Regions from separate parts of the Gasterosteus aculeatus genome. Here region 2 is linked to region 1. A link is a contact called in public Hi-C data. All regions are on one chromosome and are shown on one strand. Each heading gives the region's core, a stretch centred on a gene start, on an enhancer-like site or on the middle of the called end of the contact. The rest is flanking DNA. Distances are from core to core; before and after follow the strand shown. Region 1 holds the start of LOC120818116 (protocadherin-10). Region 2 overlaps fgf18a (fibroblast growth factor 18a).

Evidence for each region. A called contact is a pair of places that touch in the nucleus more often than the background predicts.
Region 2: a Hi-C map of whole body shows a contact between it and region 1, with 4 times the contacts expected there. The contact joins the enhancer-like site here to the promoter of LOC120818116 in region 1. A contact is called at or near these places in 4 of 6 Hi-C or Micro-C datasets (liver, skeletal muscle, tail fin and 1 more).

Annotation. Positions count from the first base shown.
Region 1 is chr4:10,353,763-10,360,091 of fGasAcu3.hap1.1, reverse strand. It overlaps LOC120818116 (protocadherin-10), which reads left to right and starts at 4,085. Exons shown (of 5, transcript XM_040174897.2): 1 at 4,085-6,329. The coding sequence starts at 4,424.
Region 2 is chr4:10,394,860-10,401,188 of fGasAcu3.hap1.1, reverse strand. fgf18a (fibroblast growth factor 18a) reads right to left here. Exons shown (of 6, transcript XM_078101312.1): 6 at 6,024-6,174. The coding sequence ends at 6,161. It overlaps fbxw11a (F-box and WD repeat domain containing 11a), which reads left to right. Exons shown (of 13, transcript XM_078101307.1): 12 at 216-380; 13 at 555-1,843. The coding sequence ends at 377. Among protein-coding and RNA genes, the nearest start is that of fgf18a, 12 kb to the right of the region's middle. Within about 2 kb of position 3,273, at least 2 of the 9 cell types and tissues checked have open chromatin away from gene starts, as enhancers often do.

The DNA.
Region 1 (6,329 bases), core at 2,836-5,335:
TATTTAGCTTATTCTACCGCATCGGTTTAGCTCAGTGGTTACTTCCAAACATGAGTTTCTTTCTTCACGGGCTCTTCTGGGGCCCATCGATCGACCACGGGCGCTGTCCGATGCTTTTATTACTGTTCTTAAACATGCCAAATACGTTCTTGAATTCAGAATTTCATCTTACAAACCTCATCAAAACAGAAAGTCATGTCTGGAGTAGAAAAACTAATGTTGCGTTACGATAGATCTTGCACCATGAACAATCACGTAGTTGTTGATCTGTTTTACAGCGATCTCTACTGGAGACAAGCGCCTATGAAGGAGCTGCTCTCATTACTTGTGACCAACACTTCCTGACAACAACAACCGCAGGAAGCGAAACGTTTATTTCCCTGGAGTGTACAAAATCAGACAGAGCAACAATGTTTCATCGTCTTCCTGTATTTGTAACACATATGTGGAGTGCACGGTGAAGCGTAGGCTCTCATAAGTCACGTGATTGTTCATGGTGCGGGTTGAAGCTCTTAAACTACAGTATTCTAACACAACAATTGTTATTTTTCTCCGGACATGTGTTCCTGTTTTCATGAAAGGAATATAAAGTAAAAAAATATAAAGTTAAAGAGCATTTGAAATACGTGACAATCGAATAAAAGCATCGGACAGCGCCCGTGGTCGATCTCCGACGGACAGCAGCCCGTCAGAGAAAGATACGTGGATTGTAGAAGTAACCACTGAGCTAAACCGACGCAGGGAATCTGCTGATGCAACGGCTATAAGTAGCTCAGGCTCACCACACCACGTGATCTTGAACGTCACCAGGAAGCTTCTGAATGGTCTCATGTGACTCATTGATTTTAAAGTAATGTTGTCTGGTCTTTATCCAACAATAGTACTGTCTTTTCAATTCAGCCTTCAAACTATCCCCAATGGCCACGCTGCTGTGCTTACTTATTTACCCACTAAGTAGTTACTGCTTATTTACTTATAGCAGCTATTGATGTTTGGACAATGCGTCGGTTTAGCTCAGTGGTTACTTCTGGTTATGTGTTTGCCTTCCCTCGGGCTCTTCTGGGGCCCTGAGTTCGACCACGGGCGCTGTCCGATGCATTTTTTTTTTTTTTTACAATTGTCAAATCCGCTCTTGAATTCAGAACTTACAAACCTTATTATGTTACAAAACTGGAAGTATTGTCTGGAGAAAAAAAACGATGGCGTGTTCCGATATTATAGTTGAAGAGCTCGTACTATGAATAATCACGTGACTAGTTACAAGTTACACAATAATTACAAGAAGACAATAAAACATATTTGGTCTGAAAGTGCACACTCCAGGGGGATAAATAGTTCGCTTTCTGTAGTTGTTCTTATGCAAAAGTGGTCACAGGTAATGAGAGCAGATCACATATCACAAATCACGTGCTGCTCTTATGGTTTGAGGAATTTGGTTTACAGATTTTGAAGTTTGTTTATATTACAGTTGTCATTTTCGCCACTACAACTGGGTACTTTTACTCTATACTTTGAACCAATAATAGTAATAATGTTAAATAATAATAACGTATGGACGTGGTTATTAATACAAGTATAATGTTGGTAGGAAATAACATCAGGAAAGCTGCGCGATTACTGAGGTAACTTGTTATATGTCCTCACTCTTCGGCTTTAGTAACTGTTGTACTAATTATTCTCCAGTAGGTGGCAGACAAAGACCAGGGATGAAAAGGAATATGACCTCCAAAAATAGCAGACAATAATGAATGCCCTTTTATTGGGACAAAGTAACAACTGCTGAGATTGAATTTAATATACCGATTTGGGATAAGTCTGTTATGAGCATGGGAAACATACGATCAATTGTAATACACTAATCAATCCATTCATTTCATAAATGCAGATACATTGTGTATGTAGTGAGAACTAGTAAGAAACGAATTAACATTGTCCGTGCAATTTTCTTAAGGTTACTTGGCTGAGAGAGACGTCACTAAGATTGCAAGACAGCTGCTTATTTCAACACCTCTTTACATTGTCGAACAGTGCCCAGTAGATGGCGCACGCATATCAAAATCAACATGCAATACGCGTGTCTTTGCATACTGCCATAAAAAAAAGCAGCCGCTCAAATGAAATCCTTTTAAAAAATGAAATATAAGTGTATTACTCGTAAAACGATGAAATTATGAGTCAAAAGTGTCCCACCATCATCGCCCACCGCCACCTTCTCACCCGGTCACCGGTGACCCGACTCCAAAGTGCTGCGCAGCGGGTCACGGTCGGGTGGTTGTTGAGCGGTAGTTCAGAGAAAGTAAAGTCTGTCTTCCCGTTGGACAAAGGGGTTATCCAGGCGATAGGGGCGGATGAGACCGGCTTAAATGTCCGTGTAATGCATGTTAATGTAACAGGCACCGAGGGACCGCCAACCGGAGTGCTTTGGGATTATTTACCACAAAACATTTGTATTCTTCAGTCGGAAAACGGCTGATCCTGGATAGCTGCGCGTGCAGTAATCCTTCACTCCGTTAATTAAAAAGAAGAGGAAAGCAATGGAATTGGTGGTGGTGATTTTTTTCTTTTTCCAGAAATGTAATCTTTTCTGGAGAAGCTTAACCATCTGCTTGAGGTTAAGTCGCAAGCAGATTGTGTTTTCTGCTTATTTAAACCTGAGGATTTCCTTTTCCTGAAAATGGGAGGGTGTCGCAAATGGGGGGGGATTCTTGTCAGAGAGGGGGGTCGGGGACACTTTCTTATCACCAGCGCAGAGTACTTATTTGTATAACATGTTATTCCACAATGACCCCTTAATTCGATATCATTCGAGGTTTTAAGGCTTTTAAAGAACATGCCGCACGAGGAAGTTGATTTATTTTTCTTTCTCTGTCATCTGGCACTTTCTTTGTTAGCAGCTGACACACTCTGTGTCGTCAGCCCCAAGAAGAGACTTTCACATTTCAAGCCACCGCTTTACATTAGGATGCCACTCGTGTCTGTCTACAGACCAACCCGAATACACAAAGACATCCTTCAGTTTTTCTCCCTCTCTCTCTCTGTGCTTTAGTGGTTGTCTAACTGACACGGATTAACAGAGAAAAGATTAGATCTGAACAAACATGTGCAGTACTCTAAAGAGACCCGAGCTTTCTTCTTTATCCAACGAAAACGTCACTGCTCAGTGGAGTGTTTGAAACTGTAAACAACTCACCATATGTGGTATTTATCTAATCCCAAATATAATACCTGATTAGATGATGATTAAGGCTTCATGAAAATGCTTTCATGTTGATTATGCGGATACATGTTCAGGCCTACTTAGGTGGATTAAAGTCGTGTATCACGCATTTGTATGAATTTCACCCCGCTCGGGGTTGTGAGTGTAATCACTTTTATGCTCAAACTGCCTTTAAATATTGATTGAATTCAGTATCCAACCCATCAAAGATTATTTTAGTGAAACCCAATTTTGCGCGTGATGGTTAATGAATGGGATTGTTTTGGTAGTGTGGGCATTTGTCTTCACTGGGCTCTCATTAATACGCATTGTGGAATCCCAGATGCCCACTGGCAGCGGCCAATGGCCCATTTGAGTGCAAAGAGGATGAACATCCAGGCCAGTGTTTTGTTTTCTGCATTGCAAACTGTTATAATTTAACCAAGAAACGTTGAAATGCTACTGTTTATTTGGTTCTGTCCAATGAGAGTTATAACGGAAGAAAGTAAAAATATTTTAGCTACAGCCATCTGCGGGCTTATGAGCACGACAAATCCTTGTCCATCCTCATCTGTTAAATGCAGCCCTAGAAAACGACACCCACAACACAATTTGTCCCTTTAATCCAAATCTTGCTCTGACGTCTGGTGTCAAATTTACGCCTTCTCGTCTCTTTAGTGGGTCAGAGGAACAGACACGAGGATGTGAAAGGGTTACGCGTCTACAGTAATTAGAGTCGCACTTCACGTCTGCGTCCTCCAATACGGAGCTGCGAGAAGTTACGTCCACCCCCTCCATTTCTCTCTTGCACACACACACACACACACACACACACACACACACACACACACACACACACACACACACACACACACACACATACACACACACGCTTCCCCACCACCTCCTCGGTGCGTCTAATACACTGGAAGAATCTGAGCGCAAGCCTCCACCGTTCACACATAACCGGTGTTGCGCGTGGAGCACAACACACACGGACCGAGAGAGAGAGAGAGAGAGAGAGAGAGAGAGAGAGAGAAAGAGAGGTGCCTTTACTCTCTTCTCCTCTCTCGTCCTGTTATTAACTTATCCGTTCGCATACATGTTAAAAACTAAGTTCTAAATAGACATTTATTTATTTTCTTTTGGAAAGGCTTTGTTTTTGTGTGTACTTTTTGTTAGCCCTTTAGTTGAAGGGCTTTATGAGGCAAACCATGTCTGGATGAGATGATTTTTACACAAGCTGCTGAAATGGATCACAGACTCTCCAGAGGCAGCTGGGTACCGGTGACTGGGCTGGTTGTGTGTTTGCTTCTATGTGCGTGCGTCGTGGACCTGGTCCTCGCACAAATTCGTTACTCCATCCCCGAAGAGCTGGACCACGGAGCTTTTGTGGGCAACATTGCCGAGGACCTGGGCTTGGATGTGGCTAAGTTGTCAGCACGTCGGTTCCGAATAGTCTCCGGCGCCAAGAGGCAGTATTTAGAAGTGAACTTGGAGAACGGCATTCTCTTCGTCAACGAAAAGATGGACAGAGAGGAGCTGTGCGAACGAAGCCCGAGCTGTTTTTTACATCTGCAAGTGGTAATTGAAAACCCATTAGAACTGTACAGAGTGGAAGTGGAGATTTTAGATGTGAACGACAACTCCCCCAGTTTCCCGTGGAGCGAGTTTAATCTCGACATCACGGAGTCGGCTGCGCCTGGCTCCTGTTTCCCGTTAGAGAGCGCACAGGACCAGGACGTGGGCACCAACTCACTGCGCTCCTACCAGCTGAGCGCAAACGAGCACTTTGTACTGAACATCCAGACGCGCAACGACGGAAGCAAGTTTGCTGAGCTCGTGCTGGACACTCCATTGGACCGGGAACAGCGGAAACGGCACGAAATGGTTCTGACTGCCTTTGACGGGGGGTCACCGGAACGCTCCGGCACAGCCCTCATAACCGTTACAGTGTTGGACGCCAACGATAACGTGCCCGTATTTGACCGCTCGGTTTACCGGGCGAGTTTGGTGGAGAACGCACCGAGGGGGACGTTAGTGCTGAAGCTGAACGCCACGGACCTGGATGAGGGCTCCAATGGAGAGGTGACCTACGCGTTTAGTGGACACGCACCCCTCAAGGTGCGCGAGCTGTTCAACGTGGACCCGTACACGGGTGAAATCCGAGTGAAGGGCATTGTGGACTACGAGAAAGCCAGTGTGTATGAACTCTATGTGCAAGCGAAAGACAGGGGACCCTCGGCTGTGGCTGTGCACAGTAAAGTCCTCGTAGACATCCTGGATGTGAACGACAACGCGCCCGAAGTCATCCTCACATCAGTCTCCACTCCTGTTCAGGAGGACGCGCCACCGGGCACGGTGATAGCTGTCATCAGCGTTATGGACCGAGACTCGGGAGAGAACGGCAACGTCGACTGCCAAATTCCGAGTAACGTCCCCTTTCAACTCCATTCATCCTTTAAGAACTATTATACTCTAGTGACAAGCGAGTTTCTGGACAGGGAAGCGGTGTCTGAGTACAACATCACACTAACAGCCCGAGACTTGGGCTCTCCTTCGCTCTCCACCAGGAAAACCATCCTCGTTCAAGTGTCTGACATTAACGACAACCCCCCACGGTTCGCTCAACCTTCATACACAGTTTACGTTACTGAGAATAATGCCCCGGGCGCTTCCATTGGCTCCGTAACTGCATTCGACCCCGATTCCAACCAGAACGCCTATCTGTCCTACTCTATTGTCGAGGGTCAGATTCAGGGCATGCCCGTGTCCACTTATGTCTCAATCAACTCTGACAACGGCAATATCTATGCACTGCGCTCTTTTGATTATGAGCAACTTAGAAACTTTATGATCCTGGTGCAGGCGCGCGACGCTGGTTTCCCCCCTCTCGCCAGTAATATCACAGTCAACGTATTTGTCTTGGACCAGAACGACAACGCACCCGTTATAGTGTCCCCGCTTCCCAAAAACGGCACCGTGGCCACAGAGGTGGTTCCGCGGTTAGTGGACGCCGGGTATCTGGTTACTAAAATAACCGCGCTAGACGCGGATGCAGGGCAAAACTCCCGGCTCTCCTATCAGGTGTTGCAGGCTACAGACCCGGGGCTGTTCAGCGTGGCTCTGTACA
Region 2 (6,329 bases), core at 2,024-4,523, 42 kb before region 1:
GAATAGATCAGTCATTTAAGTGTTTTGTTACAATCAGCTAAGACTGATTCTTTAATGTATCTTTTGTGTTCAGTTTTCGTATAAACCATTCAGGGAGTTTATTAGTGGTCTTGTTTAATTCTAATGCATCACAAAGCGATGCACGCTGCATCTTATTGTGAGTCCACAACCTTCCTGCGTGGACGGTTTGACATAATGTCCTCTTGTGTTTCCAGGAGCACTCTGGCCGCGTGTTTCGTCTCCAGTTTGATGAGTTTCAGATCATCAGCAGTTCTCACGACGATACCATCCTGATCTGGGACTTCCTGAACGTCTCGACTAATGGCCAGTCGGAGGGACGGTCTCCCTCCCGCACCTACACTTACATTTCTAGATAGCAGGTACAAAGATCCCACACGTTCACATTTAGCTTAAATAGCCACCGTCCATCACACACGAGTGTGTATGTGTGCATAGTTAGAGAATCCTGTTGATGCCTGCTGAGAAGACCCTGGTGTGATTGTAGACTCTGTACCCCCCCCCCCCCCTCCTTTACCCCTCCTCCGCCCTCCCAGGTGGCACCATCCACTGCACCCTTTCTCGGAGGAGCCCAGGGCTGATTGGCCGATGGCTGCGTCCGTCATGGAAAAGAGCCCGTCTCTTCTCCTTCCTCCTCGTCATCCCTCTGTCCACCTCCCACACTGACCCCCCCCCCCCCCCACCGCCACATCCACCTCCCTGCCCGTTCTGGCAGACCCTTGAGCTTGTGCCCATTGCCTGCCAGTGCTGTCACATGCGCACGCACGCACACACAAACACACACACACTGGTCAACACAAGGATTCCCTTCTACAGAACCCACTCAACTCTCCAAAGAAGTTCACCCTGTACTACTAATTTATGTTTTCTAAAGTACACTAATGACAGTATTAACTAGACCTTATAGAAGTCACAGGTTCCCCTTTTCTCCCCTTGATACAAACGTAAAGCAGCTTTTGCTCTATATATGTGTGTGTTTGTGTAATATATACATTGTGTTATATTACACACACACACACGCACTCATACAGTCGCACAGTTGGACAGAGGATGACTGGAGCTGTGGTGCAGGAGACAGAGACTCTTTACTCGGCTCTAGGAAAGGAGGGAAGGATGGGACACGGAGGGAGTGAAGGAGGGAGAAATGTGTTTGAATGACTTCCCTGCTCCCTCTCACTCCCTCACACTCCTCCCTGTATCTCTCTAACCCGCCCCCTCCTCCCCTCCAAAGCCCTAACCCCCCCCTCCCCCCCAGAGATGCACACTCGCTTGGAGTATGGGGGCACACACACTCTAGTTTGAGTGAGTGTGTGTTTGTGTATGTGGACTTGTGAAACGGCAGAACGAGCAGAAGCGTCAAGACAGACAGACATGCATGTGAGGTTGCCTTGGATACAGCATCCTGGTAGACCTTTGCTTTTTTTTCTCTCTAACTCTTACTTTCTTACTGTTTTTTTTTTTTTTTTATTACTGTTATTTTCTCATTTTATTTGCGTATTTTGGTTCTTAGTACAAAAATCATACTAAGCGTAGTCCTTTCTCTCTCTCTCTCTCTCTCTCCCCCCCTCCGACTGCCTTTTCCTCATTCTTTCTTCAAACTTCGACCTATGTTCATCTGTCCCTTTCACCCCCCCCCTCCCCCATCATCTACGTGCTTGCTTTGGTTATGAGAGAAGCTGGAACTCAAGAGCTCAAATTTAGCTGTAAACGGAGTTGTCTTGTCAAAAATTGTGTTGTATATTAAAAATGATTTTTTAAAGAAAATGACCTTATTGTGAATAAAGTACTTGACAGTGGTGGAGTGTTGAGCCAACTGTAACATGAATGAGTTTGATGTCTGTCCTTGTCTGTGTGCATGTGTGGGTGGATTTGTGCTGTGCTGCTCTGACATGTAGAGAACCTCTGATTAGGCCTTAAATTTGTTACTTTTGTACACACATAAGGGACTCTATGGTCATGTGTCCCTCTGGCAAAGAGTCATTGTAATGTGTTTGTTTTTTTTCCTGAATTTTCTCAAGAAATCGTTTCTCATCTCAGTCATCAAGGAGTTGTAGTTTGTATTCTGTTTTATATATATTTTTTTTAAAGGCGTATACTATAATGACAAACAATAAGTGAGTACAGTGTCAAACAATGTTTGTATAGTATGTTATGAAAAGGCTAGAGTACAGTACGTCGGAAAAGGTTCTGGTAGAGTATATTGTGTCGTAAAAAGGCATATTATATCATGTTGAATAACGTAATATTTTTTAAATGTTTCAACACGCAAAACTAAAGTTGTCCTACAGATTGACACGCATAGAGAAAATGAAATGGTAATATTGGTGTATGTCTAAAAGTCATATTTATTCAACAAATATCTGATCCATAGAATAGTGTCAGTCAAAAAGTCAGCATGTAATTGAACTACAGGCAAAAAAATGTATATATATTTTTTTATTAATAATATACTAAGTGAAGTGTAATCGTACAGCAGGTTGAAGACATCCTAAAAGTCACAAAAAAAAAACAAAGGCAGAAATGTAATAGTATAGTGGTACAATACTTTGACTAAAGTAATACTGTCAAAAGGCACAGGTGTGTCATCAAGTCAACCTACACACAGAAAATATTGGCAGCAAATCAAGTAGAGGTAGACAGTCCTACCAGTTTTAATGGGTGTTTTTATATCTATATATATACTGTAGACTCATACACCTTCCACCGGACCACCTGTCTGTACTGCATCTCCCCAGGAGAGCTTAGGGAAAGGAACCGTGCTTCTCACACAGAATCTTTCTTTTTTTAATCCTGAACATTTTTCCAATTCATAAATGTACATAAAGTAGCGCACAAATACCCATTCCCAATTCAATTAATTCAAAAGACAAGTCCGATACAATAATAAAATGTTGAATGTTGTAAGTTCAGTTTGTCCCAGGGGAGATTCTGTCTCTTATCCGATGTTCTCCTCCCAAATTCTGTGACAATAACTTTCACCAGCTCACCGCTGTCCGTGACAGTCTGCTGCATCACCACAGCACACCTGGTATTTCAGAGCCTAAAGCATGTGGTGCTGATGACGGTCTTCTTGATGTTGGACAGACATCTTCTCGTCCCACACGGCGTATATATCACAGGTTCATGATTCAGTGTCAGACCCGACCTCCTGCACGCGGAAACAGTCTGTGAACAGTTTCCCCGTCTGACCTGTGCTCGTCTCCCCGGCCCGGAGATCAGCTCCAGGTGTGTCGCCTCCTACATTCGATCCCGATGCTCTCCAGAGCAAGTGGGTGGAGCCCTCCTGCAGGAATGTAGATCCCTCCCACCACCATGCCTCTCGGCCTCTTACAACAACACGTATGAAATAGAATGAAGCTGTGCAGAAACCTTTTAGTAAAAGAAAGACAGAAAAGACATCAGCATTGATTTCAAAGTAGTGAGAGTTGCAGCTGACCTGTAGTGGAGTTTTTCCCAGAAGAATCGTGAATAGAAACTCTGTGAAGCCCTTTCTTGGTTTTAGTTTGGACTCTAGCAGTGGCCTTGGAAATCAGCAGCACCTGTCTAGGTGACCATATAGTGTATGCACTATTACGGTGGTCAAAAATCCTGCTCGTTTTTTTAAGTATTGCAGGCTGACTTTTTAACTGAATTAATGTAGCAATTGAAATTTGAAAAAAGTAATGTCATTAAAATGTAATATTTCTATTTCAAGATAATACAAAATGACATAGAAAAGTAATTATGTAGCTTGTGAAAATATTTCATAAAAATCCATAGTAAATTCAATGTTATAGTGAAGATATGATGTGACATTTAAAGTTTTATTTTTTCAAAAATGTGATAACATAAATAGTAAATAATATTGTGTCACAAAGAGAAGGAAAAAGTCGAATTAAATAGTACATATTTAATATATGAACGTATGTCATACTATGTCAAGTCAGAATGCTTTGATAAAGTCCAAGCATCGTGTCTTGGACACGATGGAGGGAAACGGTTTTCCCAAACTGTGTCAACTGTGTCTGACCACTGACCAGCAACCTAGAAGTACACATCAGCTTGTATTATCTGGTGGTTCAATTAGCTGTTAGCCACTAAACAAGAGAAAACTTTTTCTCCACTGTTTCTCTGGGCGCTGTCTAGAAACGAACACACACAAACCTGCCATCATACAAATATTGAGGCGGAGACAAAAAAATAGATAGAAAGTAATACAGAAAGTCATAGCATAGTTGGTGTGTATGTGTCCGTGGTGATTATGTCCTTCACATATCTCAATAACCATTAATCTGATCCAATCACTCTACACAGGACATGCATTGTCCAAATTGGGGTAGTCTAGTAAGATTGTGTTCCTGTAAGAACTTTGGTCAGTTAAAGATTGGTGCAGTTTTGTTCAATTCTACTAAACTTTGAATGGACAAGCGATCGTGTTCTGTGCAGCAAAGCAAACAGTGGTGCTTCTCTCAACGAAGACACACTTTCCAGCTGTGAACTGATGTGGTCGACACCCACCTCTTCAGGAGCCGCCATCGTTATGGAAGGACCGGTTGTCCTTCCGTGTCCTCTCGCACTCACCCAAGAAACCCTCCCGTGGCTTCCAGTTGCCCTTCAGAGGACTGGTTGATCCATGCACTGGCTTGCGGGTAACATACTTTTTTACTTTAAGCCTGATAAAACGGACTTTTGTAATGTATTCAATCTTTCCGTGATCTTGTGATATAGTGAGAAGCCGTCTGCAGCACGAGGCGAGTTTACAACCAGCTCCCATGGAGTCTACGGGCCATGAGCGGTTCTCAACAACGGTACAAGATGCACCTGCGGTGGCCCGGCCTTCGCCCTCGGAGCAGGAACTGCAGTAGATATAAATATATGAAGCTGCAAATGGAACAAAGTTGACCTCAACATTGCTCAACCGACTTAGTTGCCAAACATTAGCTTTTAGGCACGTTTTACCAAAGAATGCTGCACACTGTGAATCACTTTTACTCACTTTATTAACAACCGTTCAGACCTTCATTAGGTCCAGTTAATTTAGATCTTTTTCACTTCAACAAAGCCAGTACAAGGAAAATGGACAGTGTGTAGAATTCCTCTGGTTTTAGAAAGACAAAAGTTGTAAAATATAAAACAACCAAAGGCAAAGACGTCACAATATTGAAGTCAACTTTCTTTAATTTGAAACCACAGTGTATATGCGATACAAGTTCATATGGTTCCAGGTATCTGTCGGTAAGACTTTCCAATATGTTCATAACAGTTACTTATTTACACTTTTGTTATAAAGACATCTAACGATAGACAAATGTTGGTTAAACTATGGCGGGATGACAGTGTATCAAAGACGGCCACCAGGTGGGAGTGTGAACTCAGCAATCTCCCACAGTGCAATCTGTCCTGGAGACTGGGCCTCTCACTGTTTGCAGCCAAGTTCAGAGTTCAAAACAACCTGTTACAGTAGATCACATACTCAGTCGTGTAAATACTGTAACTGTGAACGAGTAGTGTGCATTCGACATGGTCAAAGCCGTGCCTTTACGGCAAAGGTCCAGCTGTTGTAATTCACCTCTGTCCTGCGTCTGTATGGTTAAGGTGTATTCTCTCTCTCTACTGGTACAGGGAAGGGAATCGCTTTCTAAATGTTTTAGGTTTAGTTTGATACAGCAGAATGTTTTGAATTCTAGGAATAAGTTATGTGGGATGGATCTGTGCTTGGTGGAGCACCATTAGTATATGATGTGTGTATGAGTTGGACATGGGTGTGTGTGCTTCCTCTGGGTCTGTGGGATTTTGGCCCATAATTCCTGCAGCTCTCAGGTCACAGCTCCTTTCTCACGCACATATTTGGCATTCCTTCCCCGACATGATTACCATACACCTTCCACTCTGGGTTTGGCTACGCGGAATATTTCCATCATTCCCGACTGGAACTAGAGCCACGTTCCAGAAAACGAACAACTCACCCCGCCACCCCCTACTCGTCCTTCTTTATCCCACCCCCCACACCCTGTTTCCCTCCCACTGTCTCCCCCGTGTACCACCCCCTCCAGCACAGATTCCTGTTGCCTTGCAATAGAATTCCTCTCGTACACCCTTTTCCCCCCTGAGTCAGCTGTTTGTGTCTGCCGGCATGATTGGGTCATTTGGCAGCGACATCTCTTCAGTGACCTCCTGCTAGGATAGGAAAGGAAGGTGAGGCATGGGGGGGATAAGAGCAGGATAGAGGAGATAAGAAACAGCAATGAAACTCAAACTCACTACTGAATGTTCCACTATTCTGTCAAATCCTTCATGTTGCATAATTGTGGCAAAAACATTTTTAATGCGGA